3 separate regions of the Macaca mulatta genome follow, and regions 2 and 3 are each linked to region 1. Evidence: chromatin contacts called from public Hi-C data. All regions are on one chromosome and are shown on one strand. The core of a region is the stretch at or near the end of the contact, and the rest is flanking DNA. Distances in the headings are between cores, read along the strand shown.

Region 1 (3,325 bases), core at 333-2,832:
CTCAACAAAAATAAATAAATAAATAAATAAACACAAAAGACTGAATGAGTTAATTCATGGAATACATTAATACAGTGCCAAACCCGTACTTAGTACTCAAAATAAATATTAACCGTTGTATAACTATTACAGGAAGGAAAAAGTACATATTTGTTAACCATACATATTAAGTCCAATTAAGAATAGTACAGGAGAATATTTATGGACATGGAAAGCTGTTGACCACATCCTATTAAGCAAAAAAAAAAAAGTTACAAAATAGTAAAAATACCATTTTATGTGAACAAAAAACTATGTATTGTCACCATTTATCATCTAGAACTAAATTTACTTGGTTTAGAATGTGCTCCATTCAATTCCGAGTAGACAACCAAGAAAAAGTTTTGGCTTTTAAGTGACTTGTCCTGTCACAGACTTGGGATAGAGGCTCCCTTAGCTCAAGATGCCACCACTTCTCACTTGGACTATTACAACAGTTTTCTGCATGTGGCCTCACCTTCTACCCCAATGCCAGCGTGACTTTTACAAATTCAATCTTCCTGCTTAAGATCCTTCATGTATAGAATACAAGTAGCAAACATCCTTGTTGCCTAAGATCTTTCTGACTGCTGTTCCTTTAACCCTTCTGGCATATCTCTTGCAAACAACCCGAAAGACAATTCACCTGCGTGCCCCTTTTCACTGCCTTCCCTACCTTTATGTGGGAAGCCCCGTTCTGCCTGTTTTCCTGGTGAAATCATTCTTCCAAACTCAATTCGAAAGAGCCCTCCTAAGCTTCCTCTTCTGTAATACCACACAGCTGATCACAAAGCACTAGGGCTGTTCTCCTGTCTCTTACACATCAGCCTGTGAGGCCCTCAAAGTCGGGGAACTGGGCCCTACTCATCTTCCCACCTCCACCGCCCAGCTCAGTGCCGGGCAAAATGTATACTTAACCACCCAAACCTGGACAAGTTGGGTCAGATCTCAGGGACTCGGTTTTCCTTTCCTCAAAATGGAGCTCTTTACCCCCGCAGGATCTTAGGAGATTGATTAAATAAGGCTCTGCAATATGTTTCCCGCTTACAGTAAGCCACAAACCCGAGTTTGGAAGCCCCAAGCCTAAGATTCTGATTCTGTCTCCGCGTCTAACTACTGTAGATGTGAGGCTCTGAACAAGTCGCTCAATCAAGGTCTGTTTCCTCATTTGTAAAGAGAATGGACCCAGAGATGAACTGCAAGGCCCCACCCTAATTTATGAATGGACGGTTCCCAAAGGGGGTTCCGACTTTCCATGAGTCCCACCGTCCCCCACTCCTCCGACCCACGCGGTACCGGCCGCTTCCTGCTTCCTGACCCCTGCCCCCGCCGCGAGGGAGCGTCTGCACCCACGAGAGTCCCAGGCTGGTCTCTGGGTCCCACCAGGTCTGCTCACCGGCTTCTCCTCGCCTCCCATCTTCCCTGAAGGACTGCTGGCTTTCTCCTCAAACATTGGCGAACGACGAAGCGATCAGAGAACCCGAAAGCGACGGCCTAGAGGAGAAGAGCAAAGAGGCGGGTCGCAGGTGGGCTAGGGCCCGGGAACACTGCGCTTGCGCCACTTGGCCTCCACTGGACCAGCTGATGCAATCGACAGGCGCCCTAACCCCGCCCCCAACTTGCGGCGGAAGGGGCAGCCAATGGATAACGGGAGAAGACGGGCCCTGCCTCCTCTAAGCCAATGGAAAATCTTTTTGGATGACAGAGCCCTTCTAGGAAATCAGGTTGTGGCGGGTGAGGAGGAGCTACAGGCCTACTCTCCGCAGACCTTGGTCTGGACGCTTTTCAGAGTCAAGTCCCCAATGCGCTTGCGCCTTCCTCCCTTCTGCCTTTATGTCGCACAATCATGGACCTTCCCGGACACCGTAGATAATAAGTCGGTCTTGGCATAAACTTCGGCGACCTGGATACCATCTTCGACACTGGAACAAATCCAGGGATGGAGTCCGGGATTTCCTGCGGCTTCGGCGCTTTCTGACCTGGCGCGACTGCCGACTTCTCGGCACTACTCAGGTCTCTGGCTCCCTGTCTGTAGTGGTGAATCGAGCCTTCCTCATGGCAGTCCAGGCTCCCCAAGCCCCGAGTCCTAGTGATCGGGGACAAACCCTTCCTTGAACATTCTTCACTGCTAGCCGCTGCTGATCTGTACTGCCTGGGGGAGCATTTCTATAGCGCCCGCAAAAATACAATAAAGCTCACCCAAGGAAATAACCATGGATTTTCACTCCTAGGTGTGTTTGGAATCGACTGGGCTTTTAAAATTTGTGTTAGTAGGCAATTTAAAACAATTACTTATTTGAAATCAGAAGCGCAATGGGCACAACTTCACGTACGTACTCCATCACCACGTTTTGTGGATTTTTCTTTTTAAACATCAGTTCTGTTCTCTACAACTCTCTGCCTTCAGGGAACAAGGGGTTAAGAGAAGCTGCTAGAAACAATGTTACATAGCAGTTAAATATAATTGTTAACCTATAATTTTCTGCATCTAGCAAACTCAGTAATCTTGAGCTCTCTGGTTTTCATTATACTTAGTTAAAATTAAGATACAATTCAGGCAAACGTGTCTAATGAGCATAATTAAATTGTTTTACATTAGAAGGTAAGAGTAGATCCCGTTGATTCTCATTCTAATTTAAATGTGGGGAGTTAGTTTGGTCTATCTAAGCCTATTAAAATTGAATATAACTCCTGGAACATCAAGCACTACTAATAATCTAGTCTCATTATAAACTTTCTTCTAGGTCTAGTTAGTAAATGGGTTTTGACTTCTTTTATAATACAAATTAAGAGGTAATTTTGCAAACCTTGATTGAAAAATTAAGCAAGTTTTGTCTCAACACTCGACATTTATTGAACATCTGCTGTGTGATAGGTTTACATCTTCCAGGTGCTGGCAAAAATACACAAAGTGTGCTTTCGTGAAGTTTTCAATCAAGGAGATAAAATACATTTTTTAAAAACTGTAAACTTGCAAGGTAGGAGGAGAGCTTAAGCTCAGGAGTTCAAGACGAGTCTGGGTAACATAGTGAGACCTCGTGTCTACTAAAAATTAAAAATATATATATATTAGCCAAGCATGGTGATGTGCACCTGTAGTCCCAGCTATTCAGGAGGCTGAGGCGAGGGGATCACTTGAACCTGGGAGATCAAGGCTGCAGTGAGCTATGATCACATCACTGTACTCCAGCCTGGGCAACACAGCAAGACTGTCTCAAATAAATAGATAAAATAAAAAATTAAAAAATTAACTGGGTTTGGTGGTGTGCGCCTGCAGTCCTACCTACTTGGGAGGCTGAGGCAGAAG
Region 2 (3,325 bases), core at 392-2,891, 590 kb before region 1:
TCACTTGTTTGACGAATAATTTGCAAAATATTTTCTCCTATTCAATAAGTTCCTTCTTTATTCTGTTGTTTCCTCTGTTGTGCAGAAACTTTTTGGTTTAACATAGTCCCAATTGTCTATTTTTTGTTTTTGTTGCCTATGCTTTTGAAATCTTAGTCATGAAATCTGTGCCTAGGTAATGTCCTGAAGTGTTTTATCTGTTTTCTTATAGTAGTTTTATAGTTTTGGGTTGTACATCTAAGTCTTTTAATCCATTCTGAGTTGATTTTTGTATGTGGTGCGGGATAGGGGTCTAGTTTCATTCTTCTGCATATGGATTTCCAGTTTTTCCAGCACTACTTATTGAATAGAATGTCCTTTCCTTAATGTATATTCTTGGTGTTTTTACTGATAATCAGCTGGCTGTAAATACACGTTGGAGTTCTTTATTCTGTTCCATTGGTCTTTGCATCTGTTTTATGCCAATAGTACGCTGTTTTGGTTACTACACCTTGGTAGCATAATTTGAATTCTGGTAGTGTGTTGCTTCCTGCTCTGTTCTTTTTGTTCAGTGTTGCTTTGGCTATTGAGGATCTTTTGTGGTTTTATACAAATTTCAGGATTTTTTTTTTCTATTTCTATGAAGAGAAAGCCACAGAGTCCTAAAATAATTCTGAAACTCATCATGACTTTCTTGCCTAAAAGATCTTGATTACAATCATGCCAAGTTTTGCTTTTGATTTAATCACTTGCTTGAGAAATACATAAACCCATACTCAAGATTAGTGCAGGCATGTCTCTGGCACCTATTTCTGATTCTATTCAAATTCCTAGAGATGTCAAAAATTACGTTAGGCCACCTGACAGGCTGTATCTAGTAGAGAGAAAATGATTTGTGAAAGCAGTGGGGCTATGTGCAATTGCTTTTTTTTTTTTCTTAAATATCACGTATTAGGTTGAAAACCTGCAATTGCAGCTTTCTGTAGAAATGGCAGAAGACAAACTAACATTTTTAAAGCGTTCTCATTTAGCTCTGATGAGCACCACACCCCTGATGTTCTTCTGATACTAAAATAATTTTCCTAGTGTAGTCTGAACTTTTTTAAAAAGACACGTAATCCAGAGTTTGTAACTCAAAATGAGTGCATCTACGAGGGATCGCAAGCCGTTTCTGGATTAAATTGCCAGCTAGCTAGCTAGCTAAGCAGGGGCGGTGAAAAAGACAATCTGCAGCCTAGGGAAGAAAACGCTTTTGCCTTGTTCTTATGTGTTTACGTTATATATTTCCCTAGAGCACGGCAGGACTTGGGGCTCAAATGGTACAACGGCTGGGGATCGCCATGGTGGCAATAAAAGCGTCCAGAGAGGACGGTAACAGGCAGGAACTCCAAAGGTCAGTCCCTGCAATTTAGGACTCAGCAATTTAGGTTGCAGAAAAAGAAAAGTAACCTAGCGTATTTGCCACTGGCAGTACCGGGAGACCGGGCGGGAAGCGCGCCAGTGCGCAGACTCCGCGGGCTCGCACAGGCGCACAAAAGAGGGGCAGGGGTGGCGCATTTGGGGCGCGGCGCCGGGGCTGGGGGCGCGGCGCCGGGGCTGGGGGCGCGGCGCCGGGGCTGGGGGCGCGGCGCCGGGGCTGGGGGCGGGGCGCCCCGCCTGGGGAGGGCTTCCTGTAGGCTGCTGGGCGGGAGCAAGGGGCTGCTCGGTCTCATTCAGGGCGTACTGAGGAGCGCCATGGCACTGCAGGGTATCTTGGTCTTGGAACTGGCCGGCCTGGCCCCGGGCCCGTTCTGTGCTATGGTCCTGGCGGACTTCGGGGCGCGGGTGGTGCGCGTGGAGCGGCCGGGCTCCCATTACGACGTGAGCCGCTTGGGCCGGGGCAAGCGCTCGCTGGCGCTGGACCTGAAGCAGCCGCGGGGAGCCGCTGTGCTGCGGCGTCTGTGCGCGCGGTCGGACGTGCTGCTGGAGCCCTTCCGCAGCGGTGAGCCCGGGCCCCGCGGGCTGCTCTGTGGAAGTTCCCGCGGAGGGGAGGGGGCCTGGCCATTCGATCCAGGCTGCACCCGCCACACCTTTGCCCTGTTGCCGCAAGAACCCTTGTCGGCCCCAGCCTTCTAGATGTTTTTGCCTCCTAGGGTATTGTTAGTGATCATTCATCCCCAACTTGATTGTCCAAAACTTGAGTTCTGAGATACTGCTGTTGCTGGGTTTCTCCTTTGGCCTCTCTGACTCCTTCCCAAGTTCCTCTTTTTTTTTTTTTTTTTTTTTTTTTTTGCTAAGAAACGCTCTGTATTTGCCTTTCTTAATTAATTGAGGGTCTTGAACCCTGGAAGAATCTAATGAAAGCCATAGGATTCCCCTCCTGGAAAACTGCATATAGGCGGTTTTTCGGCTACAGTTTTGGAGTGCTGTACCCTCAAGCCTTCCACGGACCCAGGCTTACGCTCCCTGCCTGAAACGCTGGCGTTCTAAGTCGCAGCATCTGCTACCTGGAGCCCCGTTACCCATTCCCATCATTTTCACCTTTTTGTAGACTTTCCCTTTCAGAACCGCAGACACTGGCATACACAGGTCCTGGGCATTGCCGTCAAGGCTGTCCGCCAGGCAGCTTCTACAAATCCCAAACTGAGCCTTTCCTTCTTCCTTCTAAAACAGCATCTCCACCTTCTGTATTATTTATTTCAGTGAATGCCTGAATCCGAAACTTGTACTTCATCATGGACTCCAGTTTTCCTTTCACCACATCCAATTTCAATGATTATCGATACAGTCATTTTGCTCTTTAGCCCACTCGGACTATTTCTCTCCATCCCTGCTGCAACTGCCTTGACATACGGGACACCAGGCTTATTTAAATGCGTTAACTCATTTAACCCTCATAGCCATATTTGAGGCTTGTAACAATAATGATTTAATAATTAAGATTATGTAATAATTTAAGAATGCTCCATTCAAGATGAAGGAGGCTTGTCCAAGGTCTTGTTATTAGGAGGAAGGTTGGCTGGGACTATGGATATAGCCTCTGGGTGAGGGATTGTGACTGGTGTTTATCTAGGTAGATGACCAGAGGTTTTCTGTGATTTATTTTAGCCTTAGGAAGGTAAAGACAGTGAGTTTATTATGTAATTTTGATTACTTTTAATTCCAGGAACCTTCAGGTGCAGGTTACCTGGGGTTTGTGCTATAAATATTATACTTGATAGCTTAAAAACTCTCAGGTCTTATTGTCACTAACCTCTCTTTCTACAGATGGGTGCTAAACTTTTTCATGAAGGTACTAATGCTAGGAACTTTAGCGCCTGTGGAAACAGATCAGGTGTGAATTCTGCAGGAGGAGATCATGAGCTGA
Region 3 (3,325 bases), core at 249-2,748, 520 kb before region 1:
GGGCAGCGAGGACAGCGTGGCCAAAGCCCAGATGCACACACACAGCGCCTTGGCCGAGAAGCAGCAGCTGTCCCCCAGGCTCCGGCCGCAGCAGTCGCCCTGGCCGTGTCCTCGCGTCCGGTGGCTCTTCAGAGCCGAGGCCACCGAGTGGTAGCGTGTCACACTCATGGCAGTGAGGAAGAAGACGCTGGCGTACATGTTCATGGACGTTACCATGGACACGATCTTACACATGGCCTTGCCGAAGGGCCATTTGAAGTCAAGAGCGTTCTCCACCGCCCAGAAGGGCAGGGTGAGCACAAACTGAAAGTCCGTCAGTGCCAGGTTGGTGATGAAAAGGTTGATAGAGGACTTGCGCCAGCCCTGCATGTTCTTCATCAGGTAGAGCACCAGCAGGTTGCCCGCCAACCCCAGGGCGCACACCACCCAGTACACTACGCTGATAAGAATCCGCACCCGGGACTCGGTGTCCACGCTCTCTGCCCCGCCGCTGCCCGGAGGATGTCCTGGCGGCGCGCCGTCCGGCAACTCCAGCCCCAGCTCCCACCACAAGTCCGGAAGCTGCAGCGACGCGTTACCACTCGTGTTGGCAGCCTCCAGAAGGTCCGGGACCAGACTGAAGAGTTCTGCTAGCTTGTCCCCGCCTGCTGTCTTATTCATGGTAGCTATCGCGGCTGCATCGGCCATCTGCATGCGCAGGTACCTCTAGGTCACGTTCTGGGGACGGTTTACCCCGGTGTTGTTCCCAGGCTAGCCTGCGGGACGTGCGTGGGAGCTTTCAAAGTAGCTGCTGAAGAGAGAGCCCAGGAACTGGGTACTAAGCGCGTCCTGCCGCGCAGCGAACCGCCCTGGACGCAGGAGTTGAGCTCAGCGGCTGCTTTGGAGCAGAGTTGAGGAGCGCAGCCCATAAGGGAAGCACTCGGCGTCCAAGGGTTCTCAGGCCAAGCTCGGAGTCCCTAGGTCCTTATGTACAACGCAGACTTCCCCTCTCCGTGTCCCGCTGTCACTGGGGCATTGGCGCATAACTCCCACAGTCGCTCAATTTTGCGATTTGGGGCCGCTTGCTCCCTTTCAAATACCTTTGTCGGTTTCCTCTGGGACTGCTTGGATGAGGTTTCCGTCCTTGGAGAGAAAGAGATCGTAGAGTTCCATCCACCTCGCTCTGTTGCCTGGAGGTCAGTGGGTGTCTGCGTCTTTCTGCGGTTGTCAACTCCGGGTGTGTTGCCAGCGGTGCTCACCAGTTGCAGTGGCACTTGCATGGCCGAGGCGGCGGGCCCCAAGGAGCATGCGTAATCCGGGGGCGCCGCGAGCGGCGCTTTCCGAGGTGCTGAACCCAGCCGCGCCCGCGCCGCGAGGGAGAGCTGAGTGGCAGGCAAAGCCCACCCGCCAGCTCCCGTTTTCCTCCCCAAAGTTTCAGCAGGAGCAGTCTTAAGCCTTTATTTTGCACCCGCAGGAGAAAGTCGATTTTGACGTGAGTTTCCTCTTTCTTATTCCCAAACATTATGATTAGAAGTTTTTTTTTTCTTTCTTCCTCACTCCCACTTTATCACTGGAATTATTCCATTTGGTGAGAAATGGTTCCAAAAATATGAGCTATCCTGCTTACTTTCCTTCTTTAAAGTAATAACAGTGGCCTCTTTTCATGCTCAAATGAGATGATGGGTACTTATTGGATACACAAAGGACAGCTCCACCTCCCAGCTTTAATTAGCTGACCACTTATGCAGTGTCTGTGTTTGTCAGGATTTTCAAAGGGTCTTCACATGGCAGAAGTCTGGGTTCAAGGGTTGCCCCTACGTTAATGTATTCTGAGAGGTGACACAAAAACAGAGCGAATAACTGATGAGCCTACTTCACAGAAATTAAATGCCCTAGGCCCAAAGCGCTTCAGCAAATTGTCTGATCACATACTGCCCACAGTCTCTCTACCTAGATGCAAATAGAATGGAGGATACCACCGGGCTGATCGTGAACCACCAGCCCTCCTATTTCCAGTACTGTTAGCATCAGGATTCTTTTTCAGACATTTTTCAGACTAATGGAAGTACATTCTAAGGACTCTTCCGAGGGAATGAGTGGAAACCATTTGAATTATTTCTCAAACTACAGTCTACATAAATGCCAGGTCAATCGCTCTGGTGTAAATTACACTTTTAAGGATTTACTTTAAAATTTTGAAATGTTTTCCCTTGGTCTGGGACTAAACTGAAACCAAAGTGTCTTAAGCATAATTGTCCTCACTCCTGGAGTCCTACAGAACTCCCAGCTTTACTTAAGGAGATAAAGAGGATGCAACCTTCAAGCTGAGGAGATAAGAAACAGAAAAAGAAAGAAAAGAAAAGAAAAGAAAGAAATAAAAGGAAAGAAAGGAAGGAAGGAAGGAAGGAAGGAAGGAAGGAAGGAAGGAAGGAAGGAAGGAAGGAAGGAAGGAAGGAAGGAAGGAAAGAAGGAAAGAAAGAAGGAAAGAAGGAAAGAAAGAAAGAAGGAAGGAAAGAAAGAAAGAAAGAAAGAAAGAAAGAAAGAAAGAAAGAAAGAAAGAAAGAAAGAAAGAAAGAAAGAAAGAAAGAAAGAAAGAAAGAAAGAAAGAAAGAAAGAAAGAAAGAAAAAGAAAAAAAGAATCTTGATTCCAAAGGACGTTTAGCCCTGAAAAGAGCACACACCTTGCTACGGATGCTGCACTGCTCTGTCCGCCCACTAGAGGGAGTCAGGGCTTTAGTAAAAACCTAACCAAACGAAAATCATCTCCTCTTATCTGGAGATGACCCTGAGGAATCCCTGAGGATTCCTCCCGAAGCACAAGTTATTTCTTTGGGTGACTATTACCCTGATTTTAAGTCTCACTTTCACACTCAGTTTTGACTTTATTTTTAACTAGTTATTTCTCCATAAAATTTATCTCTCTCTTCATCTCTGTCTCTGTTTCTCTTTTCTAATATTTCAAGGGGCTACTGAAACACAAGAAAAGCTGGGGCATACCCTGAAAGCTCTCTGCTGTTAAGTTTTTGGTATGTTCACACCAATGACCTCCATCCCACACATACACAGCTTCTCAGTGCTTCTAGACACATCCAGGAATATATCTACTTGATCTGCTCCAAATCACATGTACACATTCATACTTTGTGAAAAAATTATAGGGGCCTGATTCAATTCATCTCACATTCATTGGCCACTTACTCTTGCCAGGCACTGAGACAGGCTGAAAGACATAAATCCTCTATTTTGATCCTCTCTGGGATTCTTAATCTAGATGAGTGTGCAATCTACAAGTGTCTAAGACCATATTTTTTTGTTTAGTTTTGTGATGACTAAGTTGTCTAGAATG

Evidence for each region. Hi-C and Micro-C count contacts between places; a contact is called where the count stands out from the background.
Region 2: a contact with region 1 is called in a Hi-C map of liver, with 5 times the contacts expected there. The contact joins the promoter of AMACR here to the promoter of TARS1 in region 1. A contact is called at or near these places in 3 of 14 Hi-C or Micro-C datasets (fetal cortex germinal zone, fetal cortical plate and liver).
Region 3: a contact with region 1 is called in a Hi-C map of fetal cortex germinal zone, with 3 times the contacts expected there. The contact joins the promoter of RXFP3 here to the promoter of TARS1 in region 1. A contact is called at or near these places in 6 of 14 Hi-C or Micro-C datasets (CD4 T cells, blood, cortical neurons and 3 more).

The regions. Positions count from the first base shown.
Region 1 is chr6:34,818,593-34,821,917 of T2T-MMU8v2.0, reverse strand. It overlaps TARS1 (threonyl-tRNA synthetase 1), which reads right to left and starts at 1,582. Exons shown (of 19, transcript XM_028849367.2): 1 at 1,415-1,582. The coding sequence starts at 1,471. LOC106998703 (a long non-coding RNA gene) reads left to right here and starts at 1,926. Exons shown (of 2, transcript XR_001445238.3): 1 at 1,926-2,031.
Region 2 is chr6:35,410,431-35,413,755 of T2T-MMU8v2.0, reverse strand. AMACR (alpha-methylacyl-CoA racemase) reads left to right here and starts at 1,641. Exons shown (of 5, transcript NM_001266997.1): 1 at 1,641-1,960. The coding sequence starts at 1,714.
Region 3 is chr6:35,335,056-35,338,380 of T2T-MMU8v2.0, reverse strand. It overlaps RXFP3 (relaxin family peptide receptor 3), which reads right to left and starts at 1,498. Exons shown (of 1, transcript XM_015139811.3): 1 at 1-1,498. The coding sequence starts at 693.